Regions from separate parts of the Mus musculus genome. Here all the other regions are linked to region 3. Evidence: chromatin contacts called from public promoter capture Hi-C data. All regions are on one chromosome and are shown on one strand. The core of a region is the stretch at or near the end of the contact, and the rest is flanking DNA. Distances in the headings are between cores, read along the strand shown.

What was found. Promoter capture Hi-C pulls out the DNA fragments that hold promoters and counts their contacts.
Region 1: a promoter capture Hi-C map of pre-B cells shows a contact between it and region 3. The contact joins the promoter of Fam227b here to the promoter of Shf in region 3. A contact is called at or near these places in 1 of 39 promoter capture datasets (pre-B cells) and 1 of 484 Hi-C or Micro-C datasets (B cells).
Region 2: a promoter capture Hi-C map of cranial neural crest shows a contact between it and region 3. The contact joins the promoter of Eid1 here to the promoter of Shf in region 3. A contact is called at or near these places in 1 of 39 promoter capture datasets (cranial neural crest) and 1 of 484 Hi-C or Micro-C datasets (B cells).
Region 4: a promoter capture Hi-C map of pre-B cells shows a contact between it and region 3, with 2.5 times the contacts expected there. The contact joins the promoter of A630026N12Rik here to the promoter of Shf in region 3. A contact is called at or near these places in 2 of 39 promoter capture datasets (cranial neural crest and pre-B cells).

What each region holds. Positions count from the first base shown.
Region 1 is chr2:126,150,632-126,153,536 of GRCm38.p6, reverse strand. It overlaps Fam227b (family with sequence similarity 227, member B), which reads left to right and starts at 1,533. Exons shown (of 17, transcript NM_029455.3): 1 at 1,533-1,626. Dtwd1 (DTW domain containing 1) reads right to left here and starts at 1,396. Exons shown (of 5, transcript NM_026981.2): 1 at 1,323-1,396.
Region 2 is chr2:125,671,679-125,674,508 of GRCm38.p6, reverse strand. It overlaps Eid1 (EP300 interacting inhibitor of differentiation 1), which reads right to left and starts at 1,409. Exons shown (of 1, transcript NM_025613.3): 1 at 1-1,409. The coding sequence starts at 1,317. The coding sequence ends at 838. The region is part of intron 4 of Shc4 (SHC (Src homology 2 domain containing) family, member 4); the gene reads left to right.
Region 3 is chr2:122,367,830-122,370,648 of GRCm38.p6, reverse strand. Shf (Src homology 2 domain containing F) reads left to right here and starts at 1,502. Exons shown (of 7, transcript NM_001374011.1): 1 at 1,502-2,002. The coding sequence starts at 1,517.
Region 4 is chr2:126,674,004-126,676,703 of GRCm38.p6, reverse strand. A630026N12Rik (RIKEN cDNA A630026N12 gene) reads left to right here and starts at 1,417. Exons shown (of 1, transcript NR_166192.1): 1 at 1,417-2,700. It overlaps Gabpb1 (GA repeat binding protein, beta 1), which reads left to right and starts at 1,112. Exons shown (of 9, transcript NM_001271468.1): 1 at 1,112-1,348.

The sequences.
Region 1 (2,905 bases), core at 284-2,783, 3.8 Mb before region 3:
AATTTTGTGACTGAATTGTCAGCCTGTGGATTCTGACATTGTCTCCAGTAGTATATAATAACAATCAATGACAACAAGGACATAGATGCATGTAAGTATACCTATACTTAACATCAAATACGTGCAGGGCGATGCAGCTGGAGTTGGGTGGGGGAGAGTTGTAAAGAATTAGAAAACAAGGGCGGTTCCTAGGGCAAATAACTAGCATCCTGATGGTCTACTCTGCAAATTGGGCTGAAAAACTTTTTTTTCCACTCAATTTCTCTAAAAATAATGATACTTATGCAGTTTCATCCTGTCTGCTTTGCACATAACATCTATTTTTAGGCTCAAAGTCAGATTCTAACTCAGTTATAAACTCACACAAAGACAATCTTTTACACTTCTGACTACTTATCCCTGGGTCCACATATTTGATATGGACAAACATATTCATTTGGAGGCACTTTTCAATGAGGCAAAAGTACAACTCTTTCCGATTTACCTATTCTTGATTTTTTTTAGATAGATTCAAATACTTATCAACTAAATTGAAACCACTCTGTAGAAGGCATCCAGGACTTATCTTTCTACTCAACTTTGGGGCACTACACAGATCGGCGGAACAAGGCTACTTTTTCCAACACACTAAGCTGATTTGCCTCCCAAGGGAATATTCTTTAAATTTCTCCTATTTTGAATTGTGGACAAATTCAGGACCAGATAAGACTGTTTTCAATATTTGCTTGTGAAGTACTAAGAACTGATCGTATAATTTGATGAGGTACAATATCCCTCTCGCCCCCCCCCCCCTTTTTTTTAAACATCCAAGATACCACCGCCATTTTTTAAACACAGAACTTGACTCCCTTCCCACAGAACACATTATATGACAGGCGAAATGTCTTGGAAATTTTTGCATTTGGAGTTCAATCATAAACAGCCCTGAAATGCTGCAATCTTGGGCTCTTCATCCTTACCCAACCTCGTGGAACTAGCAACGCAAAGTGTTACTATACTTGTCTCACATTCCCAAGAAATAGACACACAAGAAACGCGTCTGCTTATCGGCTGACGGTAACAGCACACATCTGGTTTCCTTTTCCCGCGACCATGCCGAAACCACGCCAAAGCCTGAATTACAGATCGGTGCTCACAGGGAGCTGGCCTTGCCAGGAGTGAGCAACGCCGACTCGGGAAGCCTAATAAGGCTTCATTTAGGCCCCAGACCACTCAAGTCTTGCCCCCACGGGCACGCCACACGCAGCACTAGCCCGCAGTGAGACCTCCGCTGGGCCTGGCCGGCGTCCGGCCCGAGCCACCCGACCCGAGGGGATGCCGACCTGCACCACGCTCAACTCTCGGTCCGTACCGCCTCCGCTCCACGCGCTCCCCCCCGGAGCGCTTTCCGCAGAACACCGGAGGGCGGGGCCTGGCGGTTGCCAGGGCCACGGGGAAGCTGACCACGGCGCATGCTCAGAGGGAGAATCCCGTGGGCGAGCAGGAGGAACTGGTTCGGAAGTCCCGCCTTCGCTTCCCGGGTGACCTGTTCCAAAGGAACCGTCAGCTTCCTGCTGTGCCGCCCGTTGTGGGCCCCCAGCGCAACTGGGGACGTGTTCCGGAACAGCCTTTTCGAAAGTAGTTTCTGTGAGTTAGTGAGGAGCTAGTAACACCGCTTTACCTCCCCAAATACTATATTTACGAGATCTCAGACTTGTAGCTTTAGGTGGTTGGTAGTTCAAGCTTGATAGACTTCTTAGGAAAACCGTTTATGCATTTTGTGCTTTGCTTACAACACGCAGAGTTGACACCTACTGTATTTTTCTTTTATTTTTTTTTAAAGTCTAATATATGTGGATAAGTGATTAAATTATTTTTCTATGCTCCACCTCAAAGAAACCTAAACAATAGTTGTTAAATTAGAAACAAAACTGTCATATATCAAGCAATTTGTTTAATGAGTGGAGAATTATGAAATTAACCAATGGGAGAAAAAGAACAGCCTTGTGTGTAATCACGAATGACAAGCCAGGACACTGATATTTACCACACCAGAATTTATATAAAAGTTTTAACAGAAAAATAGACAATGGTTAACATGAATTCCCAGGATCACACCTGTAAGTAGGAGAAAGGCCCATTTCCAGCCTGGTCATGAGTGGTAGCTTCTACTTGAATAGGAGAGACAGAGACAGACAGACAGAGAGACACAGAGAGGAAGAAGAAGAAGAAGGAGGAGGAGGAGGAGGAGGAGGAGGAGGAGAGAGAGAGAGAGAAGAGGAGAGGAAGAGAAGAGAAGGGAAGGGAAGGGGAAGGAAGAAGGGGAAGGGAAGGGAAGAGAGAGGAGGAGAGGGGAGGGGAGAGGAGAGGAGAGGGGAGGGGAGGGGAGGGGAGAGGAGAGGAGGAGAGGAGAATCCCTTCTGTCACTCTTAGCAGACTGAATAGGTCCCTTAATGTTTTGGAGACCTCAACTCGAGCCAAACTGGTATTCCTGATTTGGATACAGAAAAGGAATTTCAGAACTAGTGAGAGTGAGGTAGAAATTAGACCATGGATATTTGAATTTAGACTTTAAGCAAAAATGTTTTAATAAAGAGAGGCATGCAGAACAAAAGTCATTCTAAATGTCAGCCAGTCCACTATACCTTCACTTATCAAAACAGAAAAAGAAGTTACTAACCTTTTGAGACGCAATGTGAGAGCCACCAGAATGGTATTCATATATGTTGAATGCTAAAACAGTTGAGAGTCTACTTTGAGACCCACATTGACATGTCTACCTGCCTTAGGAATTAAGCTTTAGTTATTTGTGCACAACATCACAGTTAGGCATCAAACAGTGAGGGCCTGAACATCAGAAAATGGGATATTTGACTTTTAATTGTTAGCCCTTTCAATTTTTGGCTTTGTTATTGTCATCTTTACA
Region 2 (2,830 bases), core at 160-2,659, 3.3 Mb before region 3:
ATCTGTCAAGGTACAAAACAGCAAGTGAAATTTCCCTAGTATAAAAGGGTATTAGAAAGTTTGTCTTTGGGCTTTCCCATACATTTTATTTAATGCATGAACTTAAAACCTTAAAAAGACATCCTGTTTCTTTCTTTACTTTGAAAATCATTACAATGGGTTTTTCCAAATTAGAGGTCACAGTAGCTTTATAAATCATGAAGATACATGTGCAGTCAAAATTCCAGAAGCGTTTGTAACACATTTTAAGATGACAGCACACATGATAACACGTCTACATTTATACCCACATTTACTTGGACTACTCTGTGGGGTAGATGAATACTCAATCTTAAACCTCAAGTTTAGCTTTTGATAACTGATGTGTATAAATCACCAAAAAGAATTTGGAAAGTTTTTTTTTTTTTCAATAGCCTTTCAGTTCGAATTAAAGACATCTTGGAATGTATTTCCCCCCATTCTTTAATTAGATTCTTGTATTGGTAGTCACAATTTACTCTTCCAAACCATCTTTAAAAGCTTAACAGAGAAAGCTCTTCTCCAATGTAAGGAAAATCATCTCGATCAACAGTCTGAACCAGAGGTTTTTGCTGAGCCCCTGTGAGACCAAAGAGGAACGATTTGGTCTTTTTCTCCTCGCGATTCTCAGGTTTAACACTCCTCCTTCCTCGATTCTCCTTTTCCACAATGCATGGTCATTCACTGTCCCGTCTTCTATTCCGAGAAACAAAAACCAACTGTTTTTATTTTTTGCACAGAACTATTTGGAATGAACCCCAAAATAGCAGAATGTTGAATCTCTCCCTCTCAGGTAGTTTCCTCCTCTCTCGTCAGCATTTACTCTCGATCAATGATCTCATCACAACCGAGCTCTTCGGTCAGTCGATTGACAACCATCAGCGAAAACAGCTCTTCGATAAAAGCTAGCTGGTCGAAAGGGCTCTTCTCACACCGCGCCTGAAAGCCGCCATCCAGGGCATCTCCGGCTCGCGCGGTTCGCAGGAACACCTTGTTGGCTTCCTCCAGGGCGGCGGACACCCTGTGCATCGCGCCGCTCCAGCGCTCCTCTTCAGGGAACTCGTAGTCGTCCTCCCAGTCATCAAACTCGTCGCCTTCCAGGTCCGCGCCAGCCTCGGGGAACAGACCGCGCTGGGCGCGGGCGGCGGCCGGCCCGGCCTCCTCCTCCATGGGGCCCTCCTCCGGGGCCGGCCCGCGGGCCCCGCGGCCTACCTCCATATAGCCCTCGCCGGGCAGCACGTCCATCTGCAACTCGTTGCTTTCTTCGTACAGCTCGCAAAGCTCTGCCATCTCCGCCATGGTGGAAGCGACTCGACCAAGGTGGAAAAAAAAAAGGAACCTTTTGCAGAGACGGGCGCGCGAACGGGCGTGGTGCGCGTGCGCAGGCAAGAGGGCGTGCGTGGAGCGCGAGCTGGGGGGGGGGGGCGCGTGCGCAGGCGAGTGGGCATGCGTGATGCGCGTGCGGAGCACGTTTCACGTGCGCAAACGGGTAGGCGGGCGTGGTGCGCGTGCCAGCATGGCGTGCGTGTGCTGGCGAGTAGGCCGCTTGGTCCACGGGGGGGGGGGGGGGCGTGGTGCGCGGGCGCGGGCGCGGGCGCGAGCTCTTCCCTTCCCACCCCTCACCCCCTATGTTTCCCGGACTCCCACCTCACCCTCACACCCACTCAGGACCCGCGATGCTTCCGCTGGTGACCCACCTGGAGACCAGCTCTAAGTTCCTTGCCAAGTGCTTGCTTTGCCTAGATGGAAAGCCCTGGCCTTCTGTCACAGATGCCATCTCTCCTCCACCTCCCTGCCTCCCCAGCGTTCCTGTGATCAGCATGTCCATTACCTCTCACCATTTCAAATCCCACTAGTCCCGTCCTGCGCACTGAGAAAATTTAACTTTTCGGTTTTTTTCTTCTGAATTTATTGAAGTTGACCTAACCAAAGATAAATTGTGTGTATGTCCACACGTATATACCATGGGGAAACTAAACCACATACATGTGTGAGTACTAGGATAAAGAAAGGTGGAAAATAGGCTATACATATTTTAAATATATACAGATAATCACGCGCCACGGTTGCTCTACAAACTTAAACTGTAGCCAATAGTGTTTGAGAATATCCACACCCTTACCACGTATTGTTTTATGGAATTAATATAAGTAAACTTAAGTTTTATCAATTTGATCTCTCTTTCGTGTGTATGCGTTTGTTTGCCTGTCTGTAATGTTTGTGTGCCACGTGTGTGCATTGTGCCTACAGAGGCCAAAAGAGGGCGTTGGAACTCCTAGAAACGAAGTCAGTTGTACACTGCCCTGTGATTACTGGGAGTCGAACCCTGGTCCTTAGTGTGAGCAGCCGATGCTGTTTACTGCTGAGCCATTTCTCCAGCCTTGATTGTATCTTTATAATCTTTCCATAGCTTTAGTTTATTATTCGTGGATGCAATGGCCCTGTCATGTCCAAGAGACAATGCTCCATAGCATTCCTCTTTATCTTATATAATTTTTGCCAATGGTCATTTTTTATATTCTTCAGCGAACTTTTCTCCAAAGTGTTACATGATCCTTACTAGTTTTACATACTTGAACATATTTGTATGAAATCTTCCTCTTTATCCATTAAATGAAGTTTCTCATGAGCTGTTATTGGAATATAATCTTTGCATGTTGATTTTTGTTCTTATTGAAATGTTAATAGAGAAAAGTGCACAGGTAATGTGTGTGGCTTAATTATCACAAGCTACATATATTTGTTTACTTACTACCCAGAAGAAAAGGCATCATTCGTGGATCCCAGAAAACCACTCTTCTCTCTTTTTGTG
Region 3 (2,819 bases), core at 253-2,752:
GTAGAGAGGAGGTGGGTGGAGACTAGGCCTGTAATGGGCTTTTGAAACCTCAAAGACCACCCTCGGTGACTCCAACAAAGCCACACTTCCTCCAACCAGGCTACACCTCTCAATCCTTAACAAACGTATGGGGACCATTCTCATTCAAACCACCACCACCACCACCATCACCACCACCAGAATCACTTTATATTTTTTAAGCAAATACCAGTAGTGTGGTGGCGCACACCTGCAACCTCAGAACTTGCCTTGGGAAAGCTTGAGCAACAGGATTGCCATGAGTCTGAGCGGAGGCCTGACTGCAAGGTGACTACAGAGCAAGGGCTGTGCTCAGATCGCTCATCACCCTTAATTTGCATGACAACAACCCCTATCACCCTTTCTAAGATAGGACAAGGGCGTGGTCTTGGCCCAGGAGTTGGCAGTCCATTGCCTTTCCCATCCCCTCCCATTGGGTGAGTGAGGAGACCTTCTCCTGTGGGTTAGCTACAATATCCTCAGGAACCTGTCATCTCTATGCTCACCGTTGCATCAGTAGTTAGTATTTTAAACTGTATATTCTGGAATGTAAACCTCTTAGTTTCTCTATTATACCCCATGAAGTGAGGGGAGAAGGAGGGGAGAGGGAGGGGAGGAGGGAGGGGGAGGAAGGGGGAGGAGGGAGAGGGAGAGATGCTGGCCTTCAGGGCTACAATACTTCTGGTGAACCTGCTTCCTTTCTAAGACAAAATTCCAGGCTCTTAGGCATCATCATCGGAGCCCTGAGAAGGTAAGGGGCTGGTGATTGACAACATTAGACCTGTTTCTCGCTTGATTTATTGATCTGTCTGTTTCTATTCTGTCACAGACAGATTGACAAACCCAGGGTGGAGCTTGAGGGATTTCCACAAGAAAGCAGGGCAGCTGTGAGGGCTGCGTGGGCCTGCTGGGGGCCGGTGTAAGCGTGGATGGGGATTGTTTGTGCGAGGGTTGTAAGCATTTGAAGCTGGCGGTTGGGTGTGGAAACATCGGAGCAATGGGTGTCTCTGGAGAACTGATTGCATGCCACGTGAGAAGTTTGCCTGGATAGAAAGGCAACCTAGGTTTGGGTGTGAGTTAAGGGATAGGAAGAGGTAGGCGGTACTCCCAAGGTGAGGGCAGTAATAGGCGCATCTGAAGAGCAGCGTCTTCGAAAATGTTTGGGTCTTTGGGTTTGGGGGAAAGGAATCAGGATGAGCAGGATGTGCCTGGGGACTCATCTTCCCGCGTCTGACACAAACTGGGAGGTGCAAAGAGCAGATGGGACTAGAGAGCGCCCCACAGGAGCACGGGTAACGACATGTGGAGGACTCACCCTCGGCGCAGTTGCTTCCCGCATCCCATCTACTCCTCTCAGAGTCCTCGGGTCCCCGTTAGGCAGCGGGCTCCTCCCCTCGTGTCACTGACGACGAGCCCCGCCCCTCCCGCCGGCGCAGCTCCGCCCCCTCTCGCCCCGCCCCCGCCGCCCGCGGTCTGCTCGCTCAGTTGGGAGGGCCCCATGCTACTGAGCGGAGCTCCTCCTACGGGCTCCGGCCCGGGGCCGAGGGCGCAGGGCAGCGCGGGGGGCGGCCCTGGGGGATCCCGCCGCGGGGCTGGGGGTGCGGGGACCGGCCCGGGAGGGGGCGGCAGCGGTGGAGTCGCAAAGTGGCTGCGGGAGCACCTGGGCTTTCGCGGGGGCGGCGGTGGAGGGGGCGCCAAACCCGCCCCCCCAGAGCCCGACTACCGCCCCCCAGCTCCCTGCCCGGCCGCGCCCCCTGCGCCGCCCCCGGACATCCTGGCCGCCTACCGGCTGCAGCGAGACCGCGACTTCGAGGACCCCTACTCCGGGGGCCCGTCCGCGTCCGCCGCCCTTTCCACCCCTGCGGTCCCTGGCCCCACTCCGCCCCCGCGCCACGGCTCACCCCCGCACCGCCTCATTCGGGTCGAGACCCCCGGCCCCCCAGCACCCCCTCCGGACTCCGGACCCCCTGCCAGCAGCGACAGGGTGAGTGCTGCGCCGGGCGTGGGTGTCCAGGAGGGGTGGTGGTCTGAGGTCTGGAGATTTAGGGAGGGACAAAGGTGGCTTGGCTGGGACTCAGCCTTTCGCAGTCAGTATTTCTAGTTGACATAAGCTTAGTCCCTGACACGGGGGCTCAAATTTTAACCCCTTTGTTAGCTTCTCCACCGACTAATCTGAGTCCCCAAACTCTGCCCTGTTTCCTGTTAGGGCCCGAGGACTAGGGACGACCTCCCTCAATGGCTCTGTCCTCAGCTTTGCAACCCGTCCAACCCTGATCCTGGAACCTTTTTTCTAACGGGCATGGAGAAGCACCCCTCCCTTCCCTTTGCCGGTTTATGGCCTTTGTGCCCTCTCCGGAGCAGCAGCTCCTCTGCCCTTTGATCTCTTGACTCTTCCCTCCACAAAGCTTTTCTCTCCCCCTCCTCTTCCCCTTCTCCTTCCTCCCACCTCCCACCCGGTCCTGGAGTCCAGGCATCTTTGCAGGTCTGAAGCCCAGAAAGGGGCTGAAAACTAAGATTCTTCCGTGAACACAGCGAGCGCTGGCCTTTGCCTTTCCCAGTGGGATTAGGGGGGGGGGGGGACTGTTGTACTCCGGATGCCAAGATGGGCAATGTCCAGCTCTTCCTGAAGAAATTCACCCCTGGGGTACAGGCGCACTCCTTCCAGTGTTCCCCCAAGTATGAGGACACTCGGTGGTCAGGACCTGTTGCCCAGTTAAGGCCGAGTGATGGGGTTCATTCATTATCTCCTCTCTCTAGGCTTTCCTCTTTCTCAGTCCATTCTGAGAGAGACTGGATCTGCA
Region 4 (2,700 bases), core at 168-2,667, 4.3 Mb before region 3:
TTCCAGGACAGCCAGGGGCTATACAGAGAAACCCGGTCTCGAAAAACCAAAAAATAAGGGCAAGTGTCCTTATCTGAGGACAGACACACACAAACACAAATGAAGTCTGTAAACAATTTGGATCTCATTTAAGCCATTTTGCTCCTAGGTTATTCTCGGTTGTCTCCGATATTCTCATTCCTAGATACCTGACGCCAAAAGTTCCACGGGTAGTGGACTTTTCGGTGAAATATATCAAAGTGGAACTTTGAAAATCGCATGTGAAGTAAATTTATAAGGCTTTTCCTTCACAAATCATCATCTCCCAATCAACTCTTGGTTCATTGAAAGTAAAATACGTCACTAGGCATGGTGGTACGCGCCTTTAATCCCAACAATTGAGAGGCAGAGGCAGGCGGATTCTTTTGAGTTTGAGGCCACCCTGGTCTACAAAGCCAGTTCCAGGTCAGGCAGGGCTGTTACAGAGAAACCTTGCCTCGAAAACAAATCAACAAAAATCCTGACAATACAGACAGGAGAAAAGCGTCACTATTACAACATTAAAAAAAAAAAAAGCCACAGAAACATCCACGTCACACACGACCAGTTTACACCAGGTGAAGAGGACAGGCATCCTTTGTTCCCGCACAGGCCCCACAACCAGCGATTCCGGGTACCTTCCAGGACCACGGTAAGTTAAATCTTAGGTACCCGGCTGCCCTTCCGCCTGCCGGGAATCTGCTAGAACACCCCATAGTCAAGTCCAAGCTCCAAGCGTCCCGAAATGCCGGCACTTTCCGTGTCACGCCGGGGGAGAACTTAGCACACGCACCCCTAACTCCCACACATCCCGCCCCGCGACGCGGCGCGGAACACCCAGCCGCGCACAGGGCCACCGCAGCGCTCACCCCGCTGCCGCGCAGGCGCCGGGCGAGCCGGGACTTGCGGTCGCCCCGCGGATCATTCCGCCGCAGCCTTTGTGTGGCCGAACGCTAGAAATGGCTTATTTCCTTTCTCCCCGTTTAAAGTCAGAAGCAGACCCTCTCATCCCTTTCTCCCGCCGGAACGGGGCTGGGGGAGGGCGGCGGCAGGCTCGCTCCCGGGGCCAGTGGGGCGGAAACGGGCGCGGGTTGGCGAGGCCGCCGCAGGCATGCTGGGAGCTCGGCCGCCGTGTCCCTCCGCGCCGACGGGGACTTTTCGGTGGGGATTTTGGGCGCCGAGCAGACGCGGCATTTTCGGAAAATAGCGCCCTGTGCAGCGAAGCGCTCTGTGTGTGGCGGGGCCGCGTCTGCCCTGACGGCTCCGAGGCGCCGCGGTCCCCGCACCTCCTCCCGCTGCTCCCCCGCCGCCGCTCCCGAAGCTTTTCCAGGTCAGTGCGGGTCTGTGTAGGGCCCTGTTACCACCGGATGTGGAAGTTGATCTCTTCGCTGGTAAAAAATAATTCCACTTCCCCCGGAACCCAGATCATCCCCGCGATTTCCTGTTTATTGCATTAAGGCGCCGGGTTTCCGGGGCTCCTGGCCCCGCTTGTTTGGCGGGGGTCGGCGGGGTCGGCCTGGGTGTCCGTGCTGCCGCCGCCGCCGCCGCCGCGCTTTGTCCGCCCGGCGCTTGGCTTCTGGGAGGGGCGGCAGACATGGTGGCGGCCGCCGCCCCCTCCTCGGTCAGGCGCCGCGGCCTCCTGCGGGCCCCACGGGTCGGGTCTGCGGTGGGGTCGCCATGGCCGTGGGGGTCCGGGCCGGCGGGGCAGGCGGCGGGAGAGGCGGCGCTGTCCCCGCCCGCTCCTTTGTCTCGGCGGCCTGAGGGCCTGGCCTGGCCGGGCCGACGACAAGCGGGAGGGAAGGCCGGGCCGCGCTGCCCCGCTGGGCCCCGCGGAGCCCGGGGCGCTCGGGTTTCGGCCCGAACAGCCGGGTCGGGGCAGGGTAGACGGGCCAGTCCGGAAGGGACGGAGCCTGCCATTCTCAGTGGCCGAGACTTTTGCCCCGGAGACTTCGCCACCGGAACCCACGCGAGCGCGGGTGCGGAAAGAAGCCGCGAGTTTCGTCGGTCATGTCTTGCCTGGGCACAGATCGGTGTTGAGTGTGCTGTTGTGAACCTCTCCCACGGCGTTGAAGCCGCGGGCTTAGCCTTGAAGTGTGCATCTCCAAAATGAGAGCGAAGGAAAGCGGGCCTACCTGCTGGCTTTTTTTCCCTTGAAGCTTTTGCTTTAAGCCCATTTCCACTGTGTCTAGCAGACACATTTGCTTTAAAGCAGGGAGCGAGACCACAGTACTTCTGAAAGAGAGCTTCATAACGTGGGAGTAATTTTTAAGAGTTCTTTCTGCAGACACTGTGGTTTGTTGTCTATTCAGGCAAGTTACTTTCTGAAATGTAATTTTTATCTGGGGGTAAAAAAGAACGGTGGTGTGCTTTTTCTAGGGAAGTAGTGGCCTTCCCAGAATTGAAAACGCACCGAATTTAGTACGCAGACGATAGTCTACCTCACAGAGATTCACCCAGATTAATTTAAATATAACTGATAGCTTTTTGGCTCTTAGGCCTTCAGACTCTGACTTTTTAAGTTTTAAGGGAACTGATGGCTCTTATCCCTTTATTCGCTTTTCTTATTTTGTCAAAAATGAAAAGTAACGTGTCAACTCATGACTTAGGCAAGAGTCACATTGTTTTGCACTTTCGAAAGTCTTTTTTAAAGCCTAGTTTAACAGAAAACATTCTTGAGTCAAT